Linked DNA regions of Zea mays: region 1 is linked to region 2. The links are chromatin contacts, called in public HiChIP or PLAC-seq maps. All regions are on one chromosome and are shown on one strand. Each heading gives the region's core, a stretch centred on a gene start, on an enhancer-like site or on the middle of the called end of the contact. The rest is flanking DNA. Distances are from core to core; before and after follow the strand shown.

Region 1 (3,119 bases), core at 6-2,505, 260 kb before region 2:
GTTTTTCTCATTTCAGAACGAAATTACACAATGATCGCCAACAGGACGATACTCTGTACTAGAATGGTCATGAATACCATTTCCCTTATTTTCCATGGATTTTTTAGCAAGCTGATGTAATCAAGGACATATCTGATTAAGTTACTATTTTATGATTAATCGTGCTGTAGTCAGTTGCTGCTGCATTAGATTTCCTTAGTATCATCGGATTAGCAAATTTATGTGCAACTAAGATATGCCAAAACAAAAACTCATGCCAACTTGCAGTTATATTACCATTTTCATGTGCAGCAAAGATATTGTTGTTGCCTGAATTTCTTCCACTGGCCCCATGTCACTGATAGAGTTATTCCTCTAGGAAGTACAGTTCTTTCTCCCGGTGGGCACTTGTAGGCCGCCCAGCGCTAGGCCGACGCCCACCGCCTCCATTGCTCGCTGTGGTGCTCTGCTGCTGCGCGCGGGGGGAGCGGGGAGGGACGCGGCGATGCCGCCCAGCGCCAGGTCGACGCCCACCGCCTCCATTGCTCGCTGTGGTGCTCTGCTGCTGCGCGCGAGGGGAGGGGCGAGGGACGCGGCGACCAGTTGGGCTACGGCTCAATCTCTGAGTGATCCGGAGGTGAGGTGTAAAGAAGAGGAGAGAGATAGGGCCGAGCAGGCGGTGCTAGCTGGTGGCGGAAATGCAGTGACGGGTGTGATCGAGCAGGACGCACCAGGAGATGAGCAGCAGATACATCTAGGCGCCGAGTGACGACTTCACGGACCGGCCGCCGCGGTTCTCCGGCGCCGAAGAGGCCACTGGCGCGGTGGGTCGCGTTGGCAAGCATCCGGGGGTTGTCTTCCTTCTCCTCCTCGCGGGAGCAGGAGCCGCGCGAGGCCACGACGCCCGGCGGCCCCGAGTCCGTGGCGCACAAGGTGAGGGAAGAGGACAGCGAGTACTACCGGATGCACAAACCGTATGCAACACATTGTTGTGGCCTAACGATTGGGAAAGCCGGCACCGCCGACGCCGCCATGTCTACCCTAAACCCTAGCAATGGGAAACCGGAGTGGGATGGAGCAGATGGGGTGGAGGAGGGCGGGGGAGGGAGCACGATTACCTGGAACTCTGGAGCGCCGCCGATGGCCGAGAATGCAGACGAGCGGGGAAGATGAGGTTTTTTGGGAGAGGAGAGTGCGAGATTGGAGATGGGGAGGAGGAGAGAGCGTGAGATTTGGAGACGCTGGTACGAGGAGAGACCTAGAACCATCTACAAACGACGGACACAGGGAGGAACGCTGCCACCACTCGATGGAACGGCAAAGGAATTTTTTGGCGACGTGGACGCACGGGGGAGCCAGATTCCTTCCTGCTTTAAAGTATAGGAAATCTCTGAAGCAAATATATATCAACAAAAAATAAGGGCTTCAGCTTCTTTTGTTTCAAGCAATAAGTGGCTTCAGTTCTTGCTAACCTTATTGCAATAAAAATGGGCACATATGGACTTTCTTCAGTATGTAAAGCCTAACGCGTTTGCTAGTTCCGCGTTCATAGACTTAAATTCTTAATTCTACTAGTAACTTGTCCGCGCTTCGCACGAGCGTTCTGACAATTGTTTAAACAATCAATTTGATATGTAAATAGTAGGCAAAATGACATTGTATATTTACATAAGCAATATGTTGGGGACTTGTTCTCAAGTGCTAAGAGTTAAGAACAAGGCAACATAGAAAATGTTAATCGTTAACGTCCTTCGTCCTCCGAAGCATTATTTCCCCTAGGATATAATAACTTGTGGACGAAGGTTATGAAGGACATACCTTCATAAATTCATCAAACAATGACAAAGGATAAAATATAAAGAATGTAAGAGAAAACATGAACAATCATTTATTATTACTGAACATAAACAAAAATATCATTGAGCTATAAGTGTACCTTCAATCGGAAGGAAATGACAGTACAAGCGTGACGCAAAAAGCAAATGCCAAGTCAGCGTGAACAGTACGGGGATACTGTTCACCTATTTATAGACACGGGACACAGCCCTTATAAAATTACATTCATGCCCTTTACATTTGATAATAACTCTATAGTAGTCTATCGAGGTCTGAATAGCCTTTTCATCTTTAAGTCGGTTCCACTCTTTGCTGTTACGCCGAAGCTTTCCTGCTCAACACCTTCGGCTCTGTAGCAAGCTTCGTATTATTCCGGTCTACTGCAATGCCGACTTTAGTCCGAGGGTACCTGTTCACACATTGTACTACAGAAATACTGTTAAATCCTGTTTTTGAGGACCTTCGGACGCCGAAGGTCCCCAACAGTAGCCCCTCGCAATATTAATTTGTTTGAAATAATAAATTTAGATTGCGATATGGACGAAGGCTTTACGCCGAAGGTCCGAAAAAACACCTTCCCTTTGCTAGAATAGCAACATTCAATGACAAGTGGGGTCTTTTAATTTTCAACGCACCGAGCGTATATATACGGCCATACCGCAAACTCATTTTGCACGCTTTCTGGCCAACCACTCCCGCTCACTCAATTTTTAGCTCTTGTGCACTGTGTTTTGCTAAGCTTTTAGCTTTGAAGCTTCGGATTTGAAAACAGTTTTTTAGAGCTTCCGAAGATGTCTGAAGCTGCTAAGAAGGCTGCTGCTGAGATGAAGCTGAGTCTTGATGAAGAGAAGAACTTAGGATTTCTTATAGCGATGTCGAAGACCAACACAGAAAAAATCACCAATGAGATTCTGGAAGGACTGTCTGAAGATACTGGTGACAGTGAAAGTTATGATGTAGACAGCGGTGGCGAAGACTCCGAAGATCGCCCCTGGCGACCAAGCCATTCAGTTTATGGTAAATCAACTATCAAAGAGAATCATCTTGTTAATATGAGAGGAAGGTATTTCCGGGATTTGTCCGTTGTGAGGGCCGACGAAGGGGAGAAGACTTGTCCACACCCTGAAGAGAATGAAGTCGTAGTATTCCGAAGCTTTTTGAAGGCTGGGCTGCGATTGCCCTTGAGCAGCTTCGTCGTGGAAGTGCTGAAGATTTTTGAAGTCTATCTTCACCAACTTACCCCCGAGGCCATCATAAGGCTGAACATCTTCGTGTGGGCCGTGCGAAGCCAAGGTCTGAAGCCT
Region 2 (2,848 bases), core at 325-2,824:
ATTCTATTGTTTCTATGTCACTGAATTGGAGTTCGAAATTGTATGGTCCAATTCGACTCAATATAGAGGAGTAATGCTGTGTATTGGGAGGGGGTCTCTAGTTATAGTCCAATTCTAGAGAATTAAAGTCTCTGATTCTAAATCTCAATTCTGTGTGCAACCAAACAATGGAATTCTAGAAAACTAATTCCAGTTCCTAATTCCATTCTCTAATATCTATATTCAAACGAGGTATATATATGGTTTGTTTGAAGATCGGATCTTTTACAGAGCATCTCCTATAGTTATATAAATTTTAGCTCTTTAAATCATAGATTTAGGAAGTTGTTAAATATTTTTGGGAGTTAAAATTTGTGAATTCTCCAATAGTTTTATGAATATAGGTTTTAGTTTAGTAATCTATCCACATAAAAAAATAAGTGGGCCTATTTCCTACATGTATTTTGATTGCATCTTGTTGCTAGTAGTATTCGTCGACAGAATGGTGGTGGCAGAAGACCAGGCATACGGATCACGCTGAATCCATTCACGTGAGACGATCGATTTGATTTGCTCCTGAAGGTGTAAATCATGCCGACATATGATTGGTTGTTGCTATTCTTTGTTGTCTTGGGAGTTGGTAAAATGTTACCAAATGTAGGGAGGAAATGAGTTTAGATAAAAAGTAGCTAAACTTAGGGGGTTGTTTGATTCAGATTAAAGCCGGTTGTTTAAACTGTTGTAGCTACAATGTATAAAGATAAAAGCACTGTAGAAGCAGTAAAAGACGGTACAGATTAAAACAAAACAAATAAACTATAAAAAATTTATTTAGAAAGCTGTTGGAGAGAAATTTTTAATTAACTACATAAATTATTGATTTATAAAGTATTTTAGAGAACTAGGTTGCTGTTAACTGTGCCAAAATTACTGGAAGATTGTTTCAGTGCCTCCGCTCGGCTGTAGTAGTGTCTGGCTGGCGCGGCAGTTTGTTTTTCTACAATTCTATATATTAACCGTGAGCGCAAAGACGTGCAGCCAGAGTATCCACGTCATCTTCGTTTTTCTAGGCCGCGCGATCCTCATCCAAGGGTCACTAACACATCCGAGCGACGCGAGCAGTTTAAGGGTACGGCTGCCTTCGGCTTCACGGGATCGTTCTAGAGAATGGTAGTTGTTGTCCCATGCCTTGCTTAGACCTGTCTACTCTTTCATGCCTCCCTCTCCTCGGGCAACTAGTGAAAATCACTGGCCGTAGCGGTAGCCGGTAGAGCGTAGCCTCCTTAAAATAGTATTTGTTTTCCCTCATAAATTTTATGTATATATTTAATTAGATAGTGATTAATCAGTTGCGGTATGCGTTAGCTACGGAGAAAAAAATACCGAGTTGCAGAGGTGTTGGATCGAAGCAAGGTAGCGGCAGGCGCAACCGGGCTGGAGACGAGCAGAAAAGAAAAGAAAAAAAGCCGCGAGCAGACAGCAGACAGGAAACGGGACCGGACGGGACGTTTTTCACCGCAGGGGAGGAGGCAGGAGGGCCCAACGTCAAAGAAACAGGAGGCCGCATAAAACGCAGCCTCCCGCGGATCCCCCTACTTTTCTTTCTTCTTTCTCATCTCAGTTGCAGTTCCCCTCTCTCTCCTCTGCCGTAGCGAGGCAGGCAAGCCACCAAGTCCGAGCCTCGGAGGCATCGACCAACGCCGGCGGCAGCGGCGCCATGAGGCTGCTCGTCCCCGACGGCGCGCGCCGCCAGCGGTTGCTCCAGTGCGAGGCGCCCCCGTCGCCCTCGCCGCCTTCCCCGTCCCCGTACCCGTCGTCGTCCCCGTCCAGGACGGTCGTGGTGGGGATCAGGCGCGACGCCGCCAGCCGCGAGCTGCTCACCTGGGCGCTCGTCAAGGTCGCCAATGCTGGGGACCGCGTCGTCGCACTCCACGTCGCCACCGCGGCCGCCGCCGACGGTACCGCCCACCGTCCCCTCTTCCTCCTGACTCTTGACTAGTTGATAAGCCCCCACCCGTTTTGCTTGGAAGGCGCTGATCCATCCCTGGAGCGTTTCTGCTGCTGGGATGGGATTTCCTTGCTTGCGTGGACGGGTTATTAAGCTCCGTTCCGTTCATTCGTTTACTACATCGATTCGCTCACCATGCAAACTTGCAAACCCCGTTTGGTTCCCCATTTGACGAATCTGATGAGATGAAATTAATCCCTCACTCTCTTTACCTTTTTTCACCTCTCTCTTTCGCTCGCCGTTTACAGGTTTGCTCGTGAGACTGGATGAGCGCAGCAGGGCCGCGGACTCGCTCGCCTCCGTGCTCGCCGTCTACGACGGTTTCTGCAACCTCAAGCAGGTCCGTCCGTTCGCTCCCCGCTCCCAAATCAAATCTTACTGCGAAAAAAAAAATCTGCCACTGTACACTTCCCTCTGTTTTTTTCGCTAGCCGTTCCTCTAGGTTTCGTTCGATGCTGCTGGCCGTTCAAAGCTCTGGTCTTTTCTCCTGGATTTCGCTTTCAAAGATGCTCCCCGTGCATGAAAATTTGGTCCAGTCCAGCAGCCCGTCAAATACTTAGTTTGTTTCGAAGTCTTCACCTCCGCCGTATCACTCGTGCTGTCGCTACTTTATTTACTGGATGGTCATGTTTTTCTCTCTTCTTTTTTCTCCAACGCCTTCAAGTTTCGGGCACCTTGTTTTTTTTGACAACCACCGATCTACACATCTTTCCTACTAAAATTGAACTGCAGAGTTATTTATTTAATTTAGTTTAATTTTGGCAAGACAGTTTCCCTGCCAACTTTGCCTTTTTAAAGGCTGCATCAGAATTCTCATCAATTTGTTCTTCCATTTGTATTCACAGATTAATTTGGAGCTCA

Evidence for each region. HiChIP or PLAC-seq counts read pairs in DNA pulled down with a chosen protein or histone mark.
Region 1: a contact with region 2 is called in an H3K4me3 HiChIP or PLAC-seq map of leaf, with 5 times the contacts expected there. The contact joins the promoter of LOC100193624 here to the promoter of LOC103654588 in region 2. A contact is called at or near these places in 2 of 25 Hi-C or Micro-C datasets (ear and tassel) and 1 of 3 datasets of contacts at active chromatin or transcription factors (leaf).

What each region holds. Positions count from the first base shown.
Region 1 is chr4:215,891,577-215,894,695 of Zm-B73-REFERENCE-NAM-5.0, reverse strand. LOC100193624 (Terpenoid synthases superfamily protein) reads right to left here and starts at 1,255. Exons shown (of 6, transcript NM_001138724.1): 1 at 1,098-1,255.
Region 2 is chr4:215,629,711-215,632,558 of Zm-B73-REFERENCE-NAM-5.0, reverse strand. LOC103654588 (probable receptor protein kinase) reads left to right here and starts at 1,574. Exons shown (of 11, transcript NM_001327820.1): 1 at 1,574-1,937; 2 at 2,236-2,327; 3 at 2,833-2,848. The coding sequence starts at 1,697.